Regions from separate parts of the Sus scrofa genome. Here region 1 is linked to region 2. Evidence: chromatin contacts called from public Hi-C data. All regions are on one chromosome and are shown on one strand. The core of a region is the stretch at or near the end of the contact, and the rest is flanking DNA. Distances in the headings are between cores, read along the strand shown. Region 1 holds the start of LOC110255970 (tripartite motif-containing protein 47-like). Region 2 holds the start of MIF4GD (MIF4G domain-containing protein).

Evidence for each region. Hi-C and Micro-C count contacts between places; a contact is called where the count stands out from the background.
Region 1: a contact with region 2 is called in a Hi-C map of fetal skeletal muscle, with 1.7 times the contacts expected there. The contact joins the promoter of LOC110255970 here to the promoter of MIF4GD in region 2. A contact is called at or near these places in 1 of 5 promoter capture datasets (liver) and 1 of 47 Hi-C or Micro-C datasets (fetal skeletal muscle).

What each region holds. Positions count from the first base shown.
Region 1 is chr12:6,222,324-6,227,992 of Sscrofa11.1, forward strand. LOC110255970 (tripartite motif-containing protein 47-like) reads right to left here and starts at 4,069. Exons shown (of 4, transcript XM_021066665.1): 1 at 3,964-4,069; 2 at 2,453-2,534. The coding sequence starts at 3,988. It overlaps KCTD2 (BTB/POZ domain-containing protein KCTD2), which reads right to left. Exons shown (of 6, transcript XM_021066666.1): 6 at 4,057-5,669.
Region 2 is chr12:6,043,657-6,049,549 of Sscrofa11.1, forward strand. It overlaps MIF4GD (MIF4G domain-containing protein), which reads left to right and starts at 3,639. Exons shown (of 6, transcript XM_005668610.3): 1 at 3,639-3,822; 2 at 5,024-5,155. The coding sequence starts at 5,068. SLC25A19 (solute carrier family 25 member 19) reads left to right here. Exons shown (of 8, transcript NM_001164514.1): 8 at 1,142-1,779. The coding sequence ends at 1,324.

The sequences.
Region 1 (5,669 bases), core at 2,819-5,318, 180 kb after region 2:
CTGCGCCACGATGGGAACTCTTTTTTTTTTTTTTTTTTTTTTTTACGTGAAGAATTATAACCTGCGTCCATGGCTTATCAATTCTAATAGAAAGTGTTATTTTACTCTTAGATGATGGAAACCCTTAAAATACCTCAGCTTCATTCATCTCATCCCAACATTTACTATTTTGGGGCATATCTATTCTCTTTATATACTCAAAACTATAAGGTGCTAATAATATTTAAATGGTCAATATTTACATAAATTACAACCCTCATGATATATGTAAATATTGACCATTTAAGCATTTCTTCCTATGTCTCTAGCTTTTGGGGTCATTTTCTTCTTCCTAAGGAATGCCTTTTAGCATTTCCCTTAGCACACCTTCTGCTGGTGACAAATATTCTCAAGTTTTACTTGTCAAAGATGTTTTTATATCATTGCTATTCTTCACTGTTTTTTGTCTTTTTAGGGCCACAGGTATGGCATATGGAGGTGCCCAGGCTAGGAGTCGAACCAGAGCTACAGCTGCTGGCCTACGCCACAGCTACAGCTACGTGAGATCCAAGCCGTGTCTGCGACCTGCACCACGGCTCACAGCGACACCGGATCCTTAACCCACTGGGCAAGGCCAGGGATTGAACTCGCATCCTCATGGATACCAGTTGGGTTCATTTCTGCTGAGCCACGACTGGAACTCCTTTTCATTCTTGAGGGATATTTTCACTGAGTATAGAATTCTAGGTTGGCAGCTATTTTCTTTTCAGCACTTTGGAGATTGAATTCCACTGTCTTCTGGTTTACGTATCTTTGCTGAGAAGCTGTCAGTCTTGATGCTGTTCCTTTGAAAGTGAATTTTTCCTCTCCATCTGGTGACTTTTAAGACTTTCTCCATATTTGCATTCATCCATTTTGTTATTTCTATGTGTGTTTTTATTTATCCTGCTTAGGATTTGTGGTTTCTTTGACACGTGGCTGCCTTGAAGTATCTCAAAGAGTCTTGATTCTGGCTTAACATTTCCGCTCCATCTCGGCCCAGGTTCTGATGACTCTCCCCTGGCCACTAGTATGCTTGGCTGTCCCCCCGCCCCTGCCTCCAGCATTCCCCTTCCCACTCTGTGACTCAGCTTTGGTTGTCAGTGCTTGGCACACATCCAGGCACACGTGGCTGTGCAGCACATGGCAGAAAATAAGTGGACTTTTGCTCAAGCCCTGAGAGAAGTGAGGCTAACCATCCTTTCTGCACCTGCCAACCACATTCTTCTCCAGCTTCAGGGTTTAGTTCAAGAACTCAGGGGAGCCTTCCAAATCCTTCCCCCCCAACCAAATATGTGCTTATTGGCTATCCATACTAACTGCACAAAGCAGGACATATTTTGAGGAGGTTTTGCTCTTTGATTTGCCAACTGTGTAGCTGGTGCATGTGCAAAGGTTGTCAGAATGAAATGTGAGAAGCGATCGCTCAAACTCAGACATAAAGCAATCGAAGAACAGCCAAGGGCATCTGCTCACAATTTCCTTACAAGAAAGCTAAGAAATACAAACTATTAGTCTTCTATCCATTTTGTGAGTGTTTTGTTAGAAATAATTAACAGAAAACTGACATCTGTTAAAGACACTCAAATTTAGATATGAAACCTAGGTTTCTTTCTGGCCGAGCCAGCAGCATGCAGGTTTCGGGCCAGGGGTTGAACCCGTGCCACAGCTGTGATCTGAGCCCCAGCAGTGACATCAGATCCTTAACCCACTGTGCCACCAAGATAAACCACTTTTTTTTGGTGAGACCTAGATTTTGAGCTGCCAAATTTGACTCAGGAAAAATAAACACGGAGGAGGTAATAACCACAAAAGCAAGCTCACAAGGGCAAAAGCTGGAACTGGTTAAACTGAATTAAATTTCTGCCACAAAATCTCATAGAAAACAATGATCTTAGTGAATTTTTTTTTTTTTTTTTTTTTAGGACACCTGCAGCATACGGAAGTTCCCAGGTGAGGGGTTGAATCAGAGCTATAGCTGCCGGCCTACACCACAGCCACAGCAACGCGGGATCCAAGCCCCATCTGCGACCTACACCACAGCTTGTGGCAACGCTAGATCCTTAACCCACTGATGAGGCCAGGGATGGAACACACATCCTCATGGATGCTAATCAGGTTTGTTTCTGCTGAGCCACAATGGAAACTCCTTAATGAAAATGTTTTTAAGTTAAAAAATGGAAAACTTGGCTAACAATTTAATTGCATTGGATAGAAAACCGACCAAGGAATTAAACTGGCTTAAGAGAGTAAAAGTTCAGTCAAGGGCAAATTAACCAATGGAAAAATCCTTCTGTGTGATATGATTCTTATTAAAACTTTAGCTCTGGGCTGCCCCCTGGGCTTTATGACAGAGCAAACTCAGAGACACTCAAATGCTCTCCTGCAAATGATGCCGACTGGAGCCTCCAGCAAGCCCCAGTGGGAGACTTACCATGTAGACTGCAGGGCTTTGGAATAGATCCAGGACTCCTTTTCCAGGTAACTCTTCTCCTTTTGAGAAACATGCCTGCTCCCTATTGGAGGGGAACCAAGCGACCGTGACCATGTGGCCTGAGCTGCCCATCACGAACTGGATGTCCCCCCACCACGCCAAGCTGAAGAGTAACTAGCATGGCTGAGAAACAGGTGTGACCGTCTCTCAGACCTGGGACAATGACTGTCTGCCCAGTGTCTTATGCTGGAACGAGGGTAAGAACATCTTTGTGTAGAGTAGTTGCATCTTGCTACATGGAGACGAAATTCTTCTCGTCATTGTATGAAGTTCCTATACAGAAGCGTATTTATGGATGCTGAGCAGCCATGGAGGTGGCGGAGCTGGTTATTGCTATAACCTCTCAGCCCCACCCCAGCCAGACTGCCCCGTGCTGCTGGGGCTTGGAAGCTGTTGTAGGGAACACGAGAGGGAAACCGCAAGGCCAGAGGGAAAAAGGAGACCTGCCCCTTCCTGTGATCAGAGAAACCTCAGCAGTATAGCTGGCAGCAGTAGCTGGTTCCAGCGGTGTGGTTCATTTGCAGCTTTCCACACTTCCAGAACCAGCCTCACTGCACCCTGAGACGGCAGCCTCTCTGCACAGGGACCCTCCTCTGAGCTTCCACCTTTTTTTTTTTTTTTTTTTTTTGTCTTTTTAGGGCCGAGCCCACAGCATATGATGGTTCCCAGGCTAGGAGTCTAAATGGAGCTGTAGCCATCGGCCTACGCCACAGCCACAGTGACATGGGATCTCAGCCGCATCTGCAACCCACACCACAGCTCATGGTAACACTGCATCCTTAATCCACTGAGCAAGGCCAGGGATCGAACCCGTGTCCTCATGGAAACTAGTCAGAATCGTTTCTGCTGAGCCATGAAGGGAACCCCTCCACCTTTAGTGACGCCAACCTCTTCCCTTTGCTCCCCAGTCTTGGTAGCAAGAACTATGTCCTAGGACCACATCTGTGACACTTGTGTCCCCTGGGCCCGCTCCTTTCTACACTGCCTGTTCACAAGTGCTGTGCTCTCCCTTTGGAGCCACATACCTTGCTCGCCACCTTTGGGGGTACAGCCAGCTCCCCAGCTGGAAGCACCTGCAGCAGGGATGACCTAACGCCTTCTGTGGGTCCTATACCTGTCTGGTGCCTCAGTGATCCATACCGAAGTCATTGGTTACTTGATCATCACATTTCCTACTCATCCTCTTCCTTGCAGAGAACATTTCCTCCCAGAAGACTTTTTTCCCTTAAAAACCATCTCAAACTCCTCCCATCCCTTTCGGGCTCTGGGCTCTGCAGTGGGAGGCCCATCTGTCCCCACCTTCTGGTTCTCGGCACTCTCTGGGTCCTTTCAGATTCGGTGAAGTGAAAGCCAGGAGGAAGAGGGCCCCGCACCCCCTCAGGCAGTGTTAGCAGCAGGAGAGAGGAGGACTGTGTAAGACGCCCTGCTGGAAGGGGTGCAGTGACACTCACCTGCTGAGAACAGCTTGAGAATCATCGACAGTAAGGGCCAGGAGACACCAAGGAGACTGCAGTCGTGGAAAACATACACCAAAGGTTTCAAGATGCAGAAGTTTGTTTTATGTCTTTATTGACAGGAGGAAAGAAAAAGGGTCACAGCATTTTAGACTTTATTCAAACACACACATGGTAACAAAGGGCACCCACAAGTGACAGGCATGGTCCCAAAGGTCGGGATCAAAGGCCATGCTGGAGGGTGTGGGTGAGGCTACTGCTCAGCAGCGCTGCCCCTTCCTCCTCTACACTCCCCGACGCCCCTGAGATCAGCTGAAACTGCAGAAACAAAGTCGCCCTAGAGGAGGCTGGACCCTGCCTCACTGCCAGCAAAGAAGAGCAGGTTCTGAGGAAAAGACGGAAGCGTGCTACTGTGTCATCACTCAGGAGGTGCCAGGCTGCTCCCTGGGCCTGGCCTCCGACCTGGGCAGAGGAGGAGGAGCAGTGACACTCCCCTTGTGGCAGGACTGGGCGACCGGAGAGTGTGGGTCCCTGGTCACATGACACCCCCAAGCTGCCGGTCAGACCTCTCCGTGGAGGTATCGGCCGGCCTCTCCTGGAGGGAGAAGGCTTTCAAGAAGAGACACCAACTTGGCTCATCAAGGGCGTGGATAAGATACTTTTCCAGAAACCTTAAGAAAAGAATCACCTTCCAATTCCCTGGGGCGCTGAAGGAGGCCGGGAGGAGGGAGCTTGGTCAAAGCCAGCATCTAGTTTCTCAGCACGCTTATTAGCAAGGGGCTCAGCAGTCTTTGCCCAGGATCCACCGTGGGCCTGAGAAGCTCGAGGAAAGTAACTACGCATCATGTAGCCTGGATCACAGCTGCCCCGCAGCCCTCTGCGCTCCTCGCTGGCTTGGGACCAGAGGCTGATTATCAACAAGTCCCAGGAAAGCAAACCTGATGGGGCCCGAGGCCCCAGGTGACATGGCTTCCCTTCTTCGCAGGCGGGTGTTACTTATTCAAAGTGGCCAAAGGACATCTGGCTTCTCATCCTCTGTCCTCCTCGGTCAGAGCAGCTTTTCCTTGACACACTCAAATCTTTTTTCTTCTTGAAAGATGACAGGATGGAGGCCTGCAATCTTTCTGATGGGACGCAGGTCAAGTTCCTCTAACATCTTATAGCTGTAAACATCCTGGGCAAGGGCCGGACTGCTGAGGTGCCCACAAGCACGTTCAGGCTGGTGTGTAGACACGGCGTGTCGTCAGCACACACCCTGGGCACACTCTTCTACCCTACTCTTCACGGGAGGTGAGGGCAACGTGAGAATCCCGGAGAAGTTATGCCATCTGGGCAGGAGGATGGTATAGGCTCAAAAGACATTTGGCACAGTCGACAGTCACTTTCAAAAAGCCACCACCCCAGAGCCACGCAGTAAGCAGTCAAGCTGTGGAGCAGAGAGAACCTCAGCTCTGAAGGGGCCCCGGAGCCACGGGCCGAAGGGGGCTTCTGTGGATGGAGCTTTCCTCATGGGCACCTCCCGCTTCTGCGGACCACCTGCCACACTGCGAAAGTCACCTGGGGAAAAGTGAGGGGTCTCTGGCCCTTTGCGCTCCCTGACTGCTCCCTAAGACGCAAGCGTGCAGAGAGCAAGTCCAGTTCCAAGCTCTGAGGTCAGAGCCCAAAGGAGGGCTCTGCTACTCCGGGTCAAAGGGCGCTGGATC
Region 2 (5,893 bases), core at 2,389-4,888:
CACCCGCGGTATATGGAACCTGCCAGGCTAGAGGTTGAGTTTCGAATCGGAGCTGTAGCCACCAGCCTACACCACAGCCACAGCCACAGCCACGCAGGATCTGAGCCACATCTGCGACCTATACCACAGCTCACGGCAACGACGGATTCTCAAACCGCTGAGCGAGGCCAGGGAGCGAACCCACAACCTCCTGGTTCCTAGTGGGGAATTCGTTTCCACTGCCCCAGCCACTGGTTTTCTCTGAGTGGCTTCGGTTTTGTTAGTCATTGTCTTTCTCTGACCTGCCTTCCTAAGCCCAACACCGCCAAGGTCCGATCCGCTGAGGTTTTTCTTCCTTTGTATAAATAGACGCAGGTACATTGTAACAGAAACGGGGTTACACACCAGGTTTTATCACCTTTTTTTCCATTTACCAACTTGTCTTGAAGAGATGCTTTGAATTCGGGCAGGGAGAGTGGGTGAGAGCCCAGGACCAAGAGGGGAGGCCCTGCTCTCAACAGAGATTTCGCGCCAGCAGGTGTGGCTGGGGGTGGGTGCCTCGGGAGGAGCGGTGGGGGACGAAGGCCGACCGGGGCCCAGGCCGAGGCCAGATGACGGAAGCCCTGGCCTCCAGGCTGCAGGGCTTCGGCTCGATTCTTTATCGCGTTCCTGTCATCCTCCTCGTCATCAGGAGTCCCTGAAGCTTCGGGAGGGGAGGAAGGCTTGAGCAGAGCTGTGCCTCGGGGACACGCCGAGTCACAGTTTGCAGTCAACTGGAGGTGGCCAGGCTGGAGGGGTGGCGCTGGTCAGGCTCAGAGCTAACGAGGGCCAGGTTCAGATCTGCTGCCGAGGGGACCAGGAGGGACAGGGGCACGTCAGAGGCACCTCTGGGCGGTGGGTCCAGAGCTCTCACTGGGTGCTTGAGAGCCCCTGGCCGTGGGAGCCTCCTGGGCAGGAAGCAGCTCTGTCCAGTGCTGATGTGCAGCCACTTCATCGGTTAAGGCTGCATTGGCCCAGTTGGAAGAGCAAGCATGAGGCTTATTCTGTCTTTTTTGTGTTCATTCCTGCCTCTGGCAAGTATTTCCGGGAGCTTGAGTGCCCCAGGCTGTGTTGACGAGAGAACCGAGTCCGTGTCCGTGTCTCCATCGCTTTCTCTCCCCAGGTTCGAAGCTACAAGGGCCTCCTGGACTGCGCCAGGCAGGTGCTGCGAGAGGAGGGCGCCCAGGGCTTCTTCAAAGGCCTGTCCCCCAGCCTGCTGAAGGCCGCCCTCTCCACGGGCTTCGTGTTCTTCTGGTATGAGCTCGTCTGTAACCTCTTCCACCGCCTGAGGAAGGCGGACAGCTAGCCTGGACAGCAGGAAGGGTGGCCTGGCCCCTTGCCCGGAGACGCCCTCCTGAGAGAAGACTCGATCCACAGTCTCGGGTTGTGCTGCGATCAGGTGCTGCCTGGACCCTGCTCCAGGCCAGCTGTCCTGACCACGAAGAGCTGGGCAGGAGCCGTAACTCCACCAGCTCGGACGCCACCAGGAGGGCAGAGGCGTTTCTCCACGCGACAGCATTTTCCTTGGTCTGCGGGAACCTGACCCTGCCCGTCAGAAGCTGGAAGCTGCCACCTGGCACAGACTCTAAGGGCAACAGCTGCCCTCCTGCATGTCTTACCTCGTCTGCCCGGAGAACTCTCCCGGCTCTGGGCGGAGCCGCAGCCCCCGTGTGAGGCAGGGATCCAGCCCTTTCCAGGGTCTGGTCCCCACACTTGACTTCTCTCTCCCACCGACTCACTTAATAGACATCAAGGCTGGAAGCAGGCTCCGTATCTTCTCTCCATCGCCCCATCCATCACATCCTTCACAAAGGAGGAGGGAAGGGAGCCCTGCTCGCCACTTGTAATTTTTTTTTCCTTTTCTAATTTTACTTTTATTTATTCATTTTTTTGTTATTTTCTTCTCTTATTTTTTTTTCCTACTTTCCTGAATTCTATTTTTCTCAGCATTTGCATCCCCCAGGCAGCTTTGCTTTTGCTCCTGGGTGAAGAATCCCAGCTGCGTTGCTCCTTTTATAAACCCAGCCAGGCTCAAATCTTCATGTCTAGAAGGCATCATTGGGCCTTCCTGTTGTGGCTCAGCAGGTTAAGAACCCAACTAGTATCCGTGAGGATGTGGGTTCGATCCCTAACCTCGCTCAGCGGGTTAAGGATCTGGCATTGCCATGAGCTGTGGTGTAGGTCACAGATGTGGCCAGGATCTGGCGTTGCTGTGGCTGTGGTGTAGGCTGGCGGCTACAGCTCCCATTAGACCCCCAGCCTGGGAACTTCAATATGCTGTGGATGCTGTGGGAGTGGCCCTAAAAAAAAGCTCATCATCACTCACTTCTCTCTCTGGGCAGGCCTGGCCCCAGCCTGTGGGCCTTGAGGGAAAGCAGATACTAAGCAGCCCTGCAGACTGGGGGGATGTGCTACGGGGAGGGGGTGTGGGTAAAGGCAGCACCCCTTTTCCCTGGTCTACCGGGGATCACCCCTCTTTCACTGGGGGGCTGGGTCAGCTCTCCTGGGTGGGTGGGAGCCTACAGCTGAGCCACTGGGCAGCCGCTGCCTGCTCAGGCTGCTCCTCCTGGGTCCAGCAAGGCGTTGTGTGCGTCCTCTGTAATCCCAGAAGGAAGGGGTTGAACAGGCAGCCTGGTGCGAGCACAGCTGGTGCCCTGGAGTCTTCAGGGCACAGGGGTTTGAGAGGTGAAGAAAATCTACAGAACATAACCACCACCTCCCCCCCAGGTCTCCTCACGCCCAGGCCCCCAGGGGAGCTCGGCCTGAGGGGTTGGCCCTGCAGAGGGAGCCCCACGCTGGCCTCACCTCGGCTCTAGCTCCAGCCTTCTTCCTAGCATGTGGTCTTGGGGGCTGTCACGGCTCTCAGTCCCTCTGGATCCTGGGCTCCTGCACGCCGTTACTGCTTCATCTCTGGTCTGGGGTTTTGTGATGTGTCTGGGACCCAGAATCCTGAAGCTGTCCTGCTCTTGGCAGCTGTGGCTGGGGGGCCCCCACACCCACAGGGGTTTGGCAGTCAAGGCTTGGGGCTACAGGGAGGCAGCTGCCTGAATGTATTTTTTATGAAATTCCATTGAAGTGAACTTGATTCTGAGATTCTGCTGAGACTGTCTTCCTTGTTCATTTTCTGCTGACCAGCTTGACAGGAGAGAGCTTTGGATACAGAAAACCGCCATGGACACTTCTTGTCTAATCGATGGGACAAGGCAGTTCTTTGCCAGCCTCTTCTGTGTGCCCTCCTGCAACCCAGGGCTGACCTCAGGGGTGGCCCTGTCTGGACTGCTGCGCCCCGTGCCTCCCCCCAGCCCCAACCAAGACAGACTGAGCCAGGGGGCTTGCGCAACCTCAGGGTCACTCCTAACACCTCCCCTCTGCAAGCTGGCACCTGGGACCCTTTCTCTTGGGTTAGCCCATTGATTTTCAACTAGTTTTACCATTAAATAGCGTGTGTATTTGGAGTAGGAGAGGGGCTTAATGGGACTCGATCCGGCCCTTACCACCTTCCCGCTCTCACCTTGAGAGGTGGGGTGGGGGTAAAAGTGCCACCACCTGCGAAGTCCTGCCCCTCCAGCCATCCTCTCGGCCCTCCCACCCCCCGGGCTGAAGGCCACGCCCCCCGCAGGCTCCTCCCACACCGCGCGGCCAGGCGAGTCTCCTGACCCCGTTTTAACCTGAGCCCTGGTGTGGGGGCGGGGCGAAGGGGGGGGTGCCAGCGCTCAAGACCGAGGGCTTCATGCCGGCCGCGGAGCACATCGGGCCCAACGCCGAGCAGCCGTTGTGGTCCCGGACAGGCCGTGGGAGAACCAGGTGAGGAGAGGATAGCGGCGGTGGGAGCAGGGTCACCGGCGTCCTGCCTGGCTCCAAGCTCCGAACTTCCGGGCGTGCCCGGTGGCGCGGCGGGGGCAGCGTCGTCGGGGCTCCGGCAGGTGGCGTCGGCGAGGCGGCCGGGCCAGGCCCCGCCCCCCTGCCCTGGGCCCCGCCCCGCCCCCTGCACTAGGAAGTGACCTAAGCGGCAGCAAGGCGCGGCCGGCCTCGCCAGCAGCGCCGCGGGCGCGGGCCGCGCGCACCATGCCAGCCGGACGGCCTCTGGGCACGCGGGCGCGGCGCCGGCGTGGCAGGTGGGTCCTGGCGCTCCCACCATCTCTCCACCCCACGGGACACCGGACGGTGGGCTGCGCTGAGCCGCCGGGAAGGGCGTTCCGAGCTTAGGGAAGCTGCCCAGGTCTGGAGAACCCTAAGGCTATCTCCGAGTCCGGAAAGGGGGGACCACTCCTGGAAGATACGTAATCCCGCTCCCCTCCTTAAGAGAAAGGATCTAGAATGGAACTGAGGAACTGGGAATCCTGGGTGGGCCAGGCTGAGTCTCTACCACTCAGGAGGCCAGTTTAACCAGTCCATCCTGGGGAGAAGCTGGCCAGGAAAGGGGGCGTCAGGGCGGCAGAGACGCTTCTGCGCCCAGCCCTCTGGCCAGCCTTATCCCGTGGGTTGGAGGGGTGGGCTCTCTGGACCGAGGACTTTGACTAAGGTTGAGTTGGGGAGAGGGGCTTGGAACTTTGCAGGGACAGAGCTGTCCACAGCGTGGAGCCTGTAGCCATCTCACTCGCTGAGAATCATGCTGGACCAGCAGCTTCCAGACCGGCGTATATAGGCAGGAAAAGTGTCCAATTATCGACCTCTTCATCCCCCCAGCCCATCACACCCCACCTCACCCCAGCCTTGGTGTCAGCTGAGAATAATCCTGCCTCCTGCTGGGGCTGGAGAGTAGAGGTCTCTTTCCTCTTGTGTAATCCCAGAAGCTGCAGGGCTTCTTTAACTGAGCAGCAGGTGCCTGGCCAGCCTCACCACCAGAAGCCAAGCTTTGTGGGCACCTAACCAAGCCCTGAATGCCAAAGACTGCCCAGGAGCACCTGTCCCAAGCACTGGCCAGTTCTGCCCAGGGCACATAGGGCTGGGAACCCTGGCGCCACGCTCCACACCCAAGGCCTCTCCCTTCGCTGCTCCTCCCCAGGTGCTGTCACTCATCCCACCCCAGTAAAGAGCACCTGAGGCTGGATGGTCATGGGGGAGCCTGGTAGAGAGGAGTACAGAATCCAGTCTTTTGATGCAGAGAGCCAGCAGCTGCTGAAGACAGCACTCAAAGGTGAGCGCGGGGAGCCTCCCGAGCCTGGGTCCAGAGCTACACAGAAGGGCCCAGGGGGACAGGACCGGAGGACTGAGCCGTAACGCCCAGGCCTCTCCCTTCAGTTTCTGAGAATGGGAGTCAGCAACATAATTCTGGAACTGGAAGACAAGCCCATGTAGGCCAGTATTTGGGAGTATGAATCATAGAGTCACCCTTCCAATCATAAAGCTTTTTTTTTTTTTTTTTTTTTTGTCTTTTTTTGCCATTTCTTGGGCCGCTCCTGTGGCATATGGAGTTTCCCAGGCTAGGGGTCTAATCGGAGCTGTAGCCACCAGCCTACACCAGAGCCACAGCAACGTGGGATCCGAGACGTGTCTGCGACCTACACCACAGCGCACGGCAACGCCGGATCCTTTAACTCACTAAGCAAGGCCAGGGACTGAACCCGCAACCTTATGGTTCCTAGTTGGATTCGTTAACCACTGCGCCACGACGGGAACTCCATAAAGCGTTTTTTTAAAAGGTTACGTACGCAGGACAGGAGGGCGAGGCACAGAGGACGCAGTTCCTGCCCTTCAAGCCCTTACACAGGACCTGGTTTCTGTGTTGCTGCAAGCAGCTCTCTTCCGTGTGCAGCACCGCCTGACCTGGGACAGAGGATGGAGTGTTCTGCTTGGCAGAGGAGGAAAGTAGTGGTCCTGGACCCGTGCCTTCTGCAGCACTCAGGACAGAAGTTTGCCTCAGCTAACGATTAGC